2 separate regions of the Anas platyrhynchos genome follow, and region 1 is linked to region 2. A link is a contact called in public Hi-C data. All regions are on one chromosome and are shown on one strand. The core of a region is the stretch at or near the end of the contact, and the rest is flanking DNA. Distances in the headings are between cores, read along the strand shown. Region 1 overlaps HERC2 (HECT and RLD domain containing E3 ubiquitin protein ligase 2). Region 2 has its middle 7.6 kb from the start of NIPA1.

Evidence for each region. Hi-C and Micro-C count contacts between places; a contact is called where the count stands out from the background.
Region 1: a Hi-C map of skeletal muscle shows a contact between it and region 2, with 5 times the contacts expected there. The contact joins two enhancer-like sites. A contact is called at or near these places in 2 of 8 Hi-C or Micro-C datasets (skeletal muscle and subcutaneous adipose tissue).

The regions. Positions count from the first base shown.
Region 1 is chr1:137,804,865-137,810,040 of IASCAAS_PekinDuck_T2T, forward strand. HERC2 (HECT and RLD domain containing E3 ubiquitin protein ligase 2) reads left to right here. Exons shown (of 93, transcript XM_038173178.2): 6 at 842-942; 7 at 2,443-2,599; 8 at 3,388-3,498; 9 at 3,809-3,980; 10 at 4,569-4,742. Among named protein-coding and RNA genes, the nearest start is that of HERC2, 29 kb to the left of the region's middle. Within about 2 kb of position 1,992, at least 2 of the 8 cell types and tissues checked have an H3K27ac peak or open chromatin away from gene starts, as enhancers often do.
Region 2 is chr1:137,752,109-137,756,710 of IASCAAS_PekinDuck_T2T, forward strand. No RefSeq gene overlaps it. Among named protein-coding and RNA genes, the nearest start is that of NIPA1, 7.6 kb to the left of the region's middle. Within about 2 kb of position 2,208, at least 1 of the 8 cell types and tissues checked has an H3K27ac peak or open chromatin away from gene starts, as enhancers often do.

The DNA of each region.
Region 1 (5,176 bases), core at 742-3,241, 53 kb after region 2:
TGGGATTGTTCTGATGGGGATGTCTTTCTCTGAATAATCTGTTCTTTGAAGAATATTTTTTTCAGTTCTGATTAAAAAAGAACACAGGTGTGTTTAAGTTATCAGAGTACTTAAAAAGAAAAGCCAGATTAAATTTTCTCTTGCTTGAAAAAGTTTTGAAAGTTCACTTTCATTGTGATGTGAGATTAAAACCAGGTTTCTGATTGTTTGCATAAAAAGCAAAGGTAATAAAAATGTTTGGGAGTCCAGTGCATGTCAACAAAAATTCAAGTTCTCTCTCTTCTGTACACAAACCAATACAGAAGCTGTAAAGAGATTTGTAATATTGACACTTGAGTGAAAAGACAGGCAATGACAAAATGGATGAAATTCGTTATCAGTAATTGAATAGAAGATTTATACAAAATTTAAAATTCTAGGTAATGCAGTCCAAATACACTAGAAGTATGAACAGCCCAGATAAAAATGAGTACACGAAACATCATACATTTTTGTATTTTTAGTATGCAATCATAATTTCACTCTAAGTAATTTAGGAACCTTTCCTATGGCAGTTATGCCAGTCTGGTTTCTTTTTTCTCTGTTAAGCTTTCTGTTGTCATGGATTGAGTTAGCTGGGTTTTAGAGGAGCTGAAGTTGAATTTTGGTTGTCGTTTTGGTGTTGACCACCGTCATTCTCAAGAGGAACTTACAACTATTTATATTAAAAAAAATTAATTGTATCTGCATGCATATAAATAAAGTGGAAAACTGTCAAATACGTATATTACTAATATTCTTTATGATGTCTGTAATTGTTCCATAAACTGTATAGAGATAATGTGAATATGATTTTTTTTAGCCCAAGACCTGTAGGGAAAGGTGTAGAAGGACTTGCACGAGTTGGATCCCGAGCAGCACTTTCGTTTGCATTTGCGTTCCTTCGTAGAGCGTGGAGGTCAGGTAGGTCTATTCTGTAGCATACTGTGTCTATTTTTGATTTCTGAAGACATTTTTTTTCATAAAAGCATGTGCATGTATTAAAGATATAGCTCTATGCAAATACTTATAAATATTTGACTTCCATAATTGTATCTTACTTTTATGTGGTATTATGTCCAACAGTGTTGTTGTTGATCAAAGCCATTGGAGCCAGTCATTGCTATTCAAGCCAGTCCAGCTGCTGTATTGTGCTGGGATACTTTTATGCTTAGCTATACAAACTGGGATTTCACAAAGAGAACGCGTTTTAATGCCAGGTTTCAGAGAAGTTAGATTTATTTTTCAGAAAAGATGTATCGCTATACTACTGCAGCACAGTAGTCTGTCTTCATTCCTCTCAGGCTACGGGATGCAGCTTCCTCCCCACCTGTGTGGAGGATCAGTAGCTGGTAGTAGTCTGTCAAGCACACCAGTTTGGGGAGTGTCCTGGTGATACCTGTGATCTGGGGATTCAGGTAGACTGCAGACTTCCCTATGATGAGGTTCAACTCTGCATACTGGGCCCTCTGTTTCTCTCAGAAAGGAATTGACTACTACAATTACCCATCTGTCTTTCTTATTGGAGTCAGTCTTGAGGCATGGTGCCACTCCTCCTGTGTGTGATCTTGTAGTTGGGCCTTCCACCACACCCTCTCCTACCCCTCGTTCAAGATTGAGGGCCTCAAACCTATTCTGGAGGGGCCCCTGGGGAAGTGAGGTAGGTAGGTGGAGGGGTTGCCTGTGACACTGAACTGGGATTCGCTTCCAACCCTCATCTTCTTTTTGGTCCCCTCCCTCTGCCCAAGAGCGACAGGGCAGGGGCTCCACCACCCTCTGGGGGGCATCCCCCAGTGCCCTTCTCTCTGGTATGCCAAGGAGTTACTCCACCAAGCAGTCTCCAGCTCACACGCTCCTTAGTCTCTCCTTAGTCTCTCCACCTGCTCCTTGAACTCTGTCACCATGGCCAGCACACCTTGCACCTGAGAACAGGCAGTCTCCCCGCTGCCCTCTCCCGGCAGCAGCAGGCTCAGGCATTTCCTGCAGCTTGAGGCCTGAGCAGCCATGTCTCTGGGCAGGCCACAGTCTTTTTGAAGTGAGTTCTCTGCCTAGTGGACACCATGGTAGATTTGTTGTCTCGCAGACTTACCTAAATATTTGTCTCAGTCTGTGCTATTTGTTTAGATTGCAGTTATTTGGCTCTTCGTCCGGGCTAGTTCTTTTCCCAGTTGCCTCAGCAGATGCATAGCGGGACAAGCTGTTTTAAGACTTGCTGCCTTTCCAAATGCATTTTTTTTTGTGAAGCAGATTGTTCTTCAGAAGTCTTGCAGTCAAAATGTTTGTATGAATATTGAGAACTCATGTACATATTAAGTAACTCGTAACAGTGAGATTAAAAAAATAAAAATCCACAAAGTGTTGTATAAAACATCTGTATGCCTTCTGTGAAGGTGTGGGTATAACTAGTATTACTGTGATCCTTAGGTGAAGATGCAGACCTGTGCAGTGAGCTGTTACAGGAGTCACTTGATGCACTACGAGCTCTGCCAGAGGCATCCCTTTTTGATGAAGGGACTGTATCTTCTGTATGGCTGGAAGTTGTGGAAAGAGCTACTAAATTCCTAAGGTCTGTTGTGACTGGGTAAGTTTCTTCTTTAGGGTATTGCTGAAGTATCGTTTACATAGCAAACTTAAATCTCCTACCAACTGATGGCCTGAGCAGAATAGTTTAGAAAAGAAAAACAGTTGTTTTCCATAATGTTATATCAAGCAAACAAATGGTACATAAATTGTTGAAATGACGCTCCTCAAACATGGTTTAATTCCTTTAACTATTTAAGAAGAATCTAAACTTGAGTATTCTGAATTAACCTGTATAGACTTACCCTAAAAATACTATGTTGCTGTTGTAAGCTGTACCCATATGAAGAGTTTTTAGTAATGCAATATATGTGTATGCTTAACTGAGCCTTTCCACTACAGCAATATAATACAGACTGTGCATAGGGGGACAAAATAAAGATACTCACTCTGGACTTGGAGCACTCCCTTACTTTTCCCTGTTATTTAATAACTCTTAAACTTACCCTTTTATGATTGTTAAATTAACTTTTGAATACTGGAACTGCATCCTTATGGTGAATATCATAAAGGATATTTAAATTATACGTGTGAAAAATGTGTTTTTCATGTGAGCATATTTGAGAGCTAAGGAACAGGTAGTGAAGCTTTGGGCAGTTTTAAAGCTTAGTTGTCACTTTAAAAATAACCTTTTGTGGAAGGTGTCAGCTTTTGTTACATGCTTTCATTGCCAATTTCATATTCTGTAAGTTTAGTGGTTCTCGGTGTTTTGTAGATGCTTTTGTTAAGCAAATATCTATTGTTTCCAGTTATTTCTTAGCTAATGGATATTGTTTGATTTTTAAATAGAGACGTGCATGGAGCTCCCAGTACCAAAGGCCCAGGGAACATTCCGTTACAAGACCAGCACTTGGCACTTGCCATATTGCTAGAACTGGCAGTGCAGAGGGGCACGTTAAGGTGAGGAGCATGAACACTGATTTTTAACCACTGCTATTGGTTGGAATGACCAGAGCAGTGCCTGTCTTCAGTTTTCATTAGTTTTGCATAATGGTTGTGGTTCAAAGCATGTGGACCTTTACTGTAATGCAGTGGAGATCAAACTCTCATGTTAACTAGATTGTAAAATCCATTTTTGATATTCTGACATCTGCTTAAAACGTAAAGGTGTGACATCTGGTTAAAGATACAGAAAGTGAGTTGTATGAATAACCTAAAACGGTTTCCCTAAAAACGCTTATTAATGAAAGACATAATCTTCCTCTTTCAGCCAAATGTTGTCTGCAGTTATGTTGTTGCTTCAACTTTGGGATAACGGAACAAGGGAAACGGATAACGAACGATCTGCACAGGGAACAAGTGCACCCCTTCTGCCTTTGTTACAAAGATTTCAGAGTATAATATGTAATAAAGACGTGCCCAATACTGAGGAAGAGATTCAGGTACTTAGACTTGATTTAGTTGGAAGGGGCATTATCTTGGTATCAAACTTTATTTTGCTGACTAAATTAGCTACAGAATTATCCAAACAAAATTTGGATTTACTTTAGCCGTAGTATGATGACACATATACATGCACCACTGTTTGATTTTTTTGTGTGTACATTTGAGTTCCTTGAGGTGGGAGGAGGAATTTCATAGTGTGTTTATAAATAAATGTTGTATTCCAGAGCTAATGCTTTTGTGTTAACTTACAAATGTGACTAGTTAACTTTTCTGTACATTTGGATTGTTTTTATTTAATTTTGTAAGAAGTCAACTAAACTACAACTCTTAGTGAATGTTACTGGGGTTGATAAAAACACAGCAAAGAGTGTTATTACACTTCCTATTCACAATGTGACTTAATTTTCTCAACGTATGTGTTTGGGATTTTCCTTTACTTTAAGAAAAAATATGTGCCTGTTTAAATAAGTTTCTCTTAAACTTGTGCAGATACTCAGCATATCTATAGTGTATTCTGTATCTGTATGTGTAGTGGAATGGAAATATGTTGAATATTCTTCTGACTGCTCTTTTTTCTTTTTTAGCTGCTGACTTATCCTCTGAGTCCAAATGAAAGTTTTCTAAGGTATCTGACTTTACCACAGGACAATGAGCTAGCGATTGATCTGAGGCAAACTGCAGTTGTGATCATGGCCCACTTGGATCGTCTAGCCACCCCATGTATGCCTCCACAGTGTAGCTCTCCTACATCTCATAAGGTAGCTATTTGCAGAATCAAGTTTAGTAAGATACATTTCCTAAAAGTGTAACTAGTTTTCAGTTTGGAAGAATAATGACTATTAAGATTGTTTTGTTTTCCTTTTGATTTTCACATGGTAGCTTTGAGTTGCTTAAATTTGTCTTTGGTATCTTGTACGACATTTAGAAATCTTTCAGTCAGCCTTGGAGTACAATTCTGTGGTTTGGGAACAATTCTTTCATATTATTTCATATTATGGCTAATTCTGCCATGTTTTGAACTGTTCCTGTTGTTTATCAGAGAAAATTCTCAAGACCAGACTTACTAAAAGTTGGCTGTCTGGCTTACTTAAAAACCAACAACAGGACAAACCAACAATCAAAAAACCAAAACAAAACAAAAAACAAAGAAACCTTTTTATATGTTAAACTTCCCATCCTGAAAGTCTACGCT
Region 2 (4,602 bases), core at 958-3,457:
GACAATTATTAGACTCACTTACTGAGTTTCTTCTTACTTCAGCTATTCCACTTCTGTATTTTACATACACCTGTCTTACAGATTTCTTTGATGCTGCCTGCCCTTCAAATACTTAATTCAAAGGGGTCAGTCCCCTTTGTGGTTCTACTACTAGCTGGCATACTGTTATGCTTGTGGATATGTGAAGATGTACAACAATTGACCTGCACACACAATGTTTTAGAGTCACTACACTGTCAGAATGAGGTCTGAGAACAGGAATCCCTGTGTTTGGCTGTCACTGACTTGAAAGTACCTAAAAAGATTTACTGGCTATACATGATATCCAACAGATGTTGTAGATTACGTCAACCTGCAGGGCAAGTCTTCCTGTGTACAGACTGCAGGCAGACTGCAGTTTTTGATGTACATCATGCTATCTCTAGTTTTAATGATAAAGACCATTTTAATGATGATTTTAGTGATAACCACGACTGAAATGAGATCTTGTGGCTCAGTCATGGCTGACTGTAACAAATAATAGTGTCTCTGGTCTAACGATCTAATCTTAAACTCAATGAAACGATGAGGTTCCTTTGTCAAATAAATGTGACTTAAAAAAAGAAGCAGAACAAAACAACACTTTAAAAAAGGAACCTGCGAAAAAAAGAGTATTTTTAAATCTTTTGTCTCAGGATGTCTTTCCTTCAAACGATGCTGACTGCATAATAGCACTGTGCAAGGCAGATATGATAATTGCTACTTCAGCATGTCTAGCAATAGAACAGCAAGAATGTCTTCAGCCTCTTCCTCTCCGTGAGTGAGCAAGTATCTGAAACAGAATCATTCGCTGCCTTAATGTTTCTTTTGGACTCTGTTTGGCTGACTTCAGTTTTGCCAACCCCAAAAATTAATATTTGGGAGGCTTCCCTCCTTTGGCCCTTAAATAAATCATTGGGTTGTCTGTTTGTTTATTTGTCTCCTTTTTAACTTCTTCTTCCCCACTCTGAGCTCACAGAGAAAGGGAGGTGTGTAATACCTAACACAGAGTTAGAGCAGAGAAGGATTTCAACCTCCATGGTCAGAGCTCCCTCTCCTCAAAAAGAAAAAAGCAAGCTTGGATCCAGAAAAGAAAAAGCCAGCTGGATTTTGAGATGGGCATTGTTCACATGCACAGGGAGAAGAAAATGCACCAGTTGTAGTATAAAGTCAGAAGACAGAAATCTCAGCTCAGGAACCAGAAATACACTTCACTAATAGTGCGCTGGACCCAGAGCTTGCTTTCTGCAGGTTCCTACACTCATGACATTTCTTCCTGCTGTAGGAACAGCTGAGGAGCACTGTGTATACAAGCTGTCCTGATGTGGGTCAAAAAAAAATTAGCTCATTAACCCTAACCTAATTCCTTCTGTCTTTGCAGTGAGAGTGTAGCCAAGTGGTTGCTGACTGTATAGTGGGGTGTGAAAGTGCTCTTCTCTGTAGAGCCTGGGCACTTGTGTTGTAAAAACATAAACTCTTATCAAATGATCTAAGTAATGAGTAGCAGAATCAAAGCCACAGCCTGCTTTCTGCTGGAAGGTAGGCAGGCCACAGCCATGCAGAAGCTTGAGGAAATGGCCACTGTGCTGTGATTTTGAGACAAAGTGGATGGATTTTATTTTTGCTGTCAAGTAAGAACACAGCCTGCCATCTGCATTAGTGCTTAAAGCAAATGCAAGCAAATGCTTCTTGCACATCTGAACTGTGAAATACACGTTACATGTAGTCTCTGAGGTTTCCATACTGGGCCTTTCTCAGTATTAATTCTCAGCATATCAAGATTAAGTGTGCGGATCGACTAACATCGGTGTGTGGAACGAGAAGAGGAACACCTAAATGCCACTTGAGTGTCTGGGCTGTGATCCTCCTTTTCTAGTGGTTCACTAGCAGCTGGGTGTAGGGCGACGTGTTACCACACAGGTGGTCAAGCATGTTCGGAAACACCGGGCCTTGCTGCTCCTTGGAGCAGGCTAATCCTCTGTCTTGCTGAGTTCCTGTCTTCTAATCGCCTTTTTATTTTATTTTTTTATTTTTTTTTATTCCCCCCCCCCCCCTAGTTTTATAACTCTCACATTAGTGGTTTTCCCCCGAGGCCTTGATTTGATAACTAATATGAGTCAATTTCACTTTTGTGTGTGTTTGCTTTTTTATCTTGCCTGGCTCTCTCACTGCTCGAAAACAAATTTATTCGGTAAAGCCACATATCTTAATTAATTAACTGGGCCCTGGGCTGTGGGCTACAGCTTATGACCTTCAGAGAGGACGTGGCATTTCAGTACAGCTGCTCTCCAACAGACGATGATTGCTGCATTATGGACCAGGGCAACGCATCTGCTAGTGTGGGGAGGTGGCCGGTCCCTGGGGAGCTGCTGAGGGATGGGGAGGGGAGGGAGGGAAAAAGATGGCCTGGGAATGGAGCCAGGAGATGAAGGTGGGATCTTATTAATGTTTACAAGTATCTTAAGCGTGGGAGACTGAGGGATTTGGCCAACCTCTTTTCAGTGGTTTGCGGGGATAGGACAAGGGGCAATGGCCACAAGATAGAGCACAGGAAGTTCTGCACCATCACGTGAAAGAACTTCTTCATGGTGAGGGTGGTGGAGCACTGGGACAGGTTGCCCAGGGAGGTTGTGGAGTCTCCTTCTCTGGAGATATTTGAGGCCTGTCTGGACGCCTACCTGGGCAGCCTGCTCTGAGGAACCTGCTTTGGCAGGGGGGTTGGACCCGATGATCTTTCCAGGTCCCTTCCAACCCCTTCAATTCTGTGATTCTGTGATGTGCTTGTAAGGTTCCTTCTGGGTGAGGAGACAGGCAGCACCAAGAAGTGTGGCTGAGGTAACCTGTGGATTTTGAGCTGTTGGGAAAAGCCTTCTTCTCCTGTTGCCTCTGGTGTCCTTACTGAGGAGCACTGTTTTGGCTCTGTGGCTTGCAGCAGTCACAGGCTTCTGCTTCCTTTCTCAGCCTCGCTGGCAGGAGCTCTGTTGCCCTCTGCATGCCACGTCCCCTGTTGCTCTCCAGCCAGCACTCCCCCTGCACCAATTCAAACCAAAATGTGCTGTGCCGCCTGGCTGCAGGGTAACCTCAGCCAGCTCCATGTAGCAGAGGCACCCGCAGCAGCCCCCATCTGGTACTCACAATTCTGCCGCCTGGGTGGCCTTGTCTTGATCTAGAAGTGGAGCAACAGGTCTCATGTGAGCATCCTTTCTCTTTGTTAGTAAAAATGACAAATAGGGTTGTTTTCTTATAAGAAAATTCAATAATAGCTCATATGACCAAAATGGTGTAACCTTTTCTATGGATGGGTCCTGAATGGTATGCTGCTCATGGTCCAGAGACCTGTTTGATGCTGCACTACTCAGGGTTCACAGCATCTAAAGGGATGCAAGATTATCTCTACTATTCCCTGGTTCTTTCATAGAATCATAGAATCACAGAAAGGTTTGGGTTGGAAGGGACCTTAAAGACCACCCAGTTCCACCCCCATGCCATGGGCAGGGACACCTCCCACCAGGTTGCCCAAAGCCCCATCCAGCCTGGCCTTGAGCACCTCCAGGGATGGGGCAGCCACAGCTTCTCTGGGCAGCCTGTGCCAGGGCCTCACTACCCATACAGTGAAGAATTTCTTCTTAATGTCTAATCTAAATGTCCCCTCTTTTAGGACCATTCTCCCTTGTCCTATCATTATCTACCTGAGTAGAGAGTCCCAATATGCCTTACCATCACTCTCTCAGGTGGGTGCAGTACCCAAACCATGGCTCTGCTGAACCTGAGGGCTTTTGTAGTTTTGTGCTCTCTGAGTTTGTCCAGAATGCCCAGCCCCCTACCGAGCCCCAGCCCACTTAGTGGCAGTCATTGCTGGAGAAAGGAAGAGCACCCAAGGTGGGCAGGGTATCAAAAATGAGACTACTTTTTAGAGTAACTGTGCACCTGGACTCCTTCCCATCACTCATGTGCTCTTTCCAGTCATCCTCAGGCTGTCCTGGTTATGGGACCACAACCTTATCGTTGACTGGCTTCCTTTTGGGATCCAGCTGGGATCCTTCTGCTCCTCCTCAGGAAGGGGACACTTGGAGCCTGAGGGCACGAGCCAGCCCCTGGGGCTGCCACCCCACCACAGGACACTGTATGGGGTGGTTCCCAGATCTCTCTCTGCCTGCCTTTCTGGGACCCCTATGCTTTTCTTCTCAAGGAGGATGGGATCTTAGTCCCAGTGTAAATTACAGGGGTCTATATTGGCATCACTGTGCAGAACTGGTCCCCTCTGTTTCTCCCCCTGAAGCTCTGAATGTCCACAGGGGACTTGCTGGTTCACAGAACTGGAGCTGAGAGAGGCATATGGTTTGCTCCAAATCTGGCAGGGGAACAAGTAGGAAAAGCACTCTCTGCACTACATCCAGCCACAGAAAGCATCTTGTGATGCCATTTGATCTCTGTAATGCTCCAGCCACCTTCCAACGTTTTGTAAAAGACATCCTGAATTATTTTATAATTGCATTGTAGAATATATAGACAGTATTTTTTAATTCTCCTCAATTCAAGACACACATAGACCATTCCTGGGAGATCTTGAATCACTTGCACAAC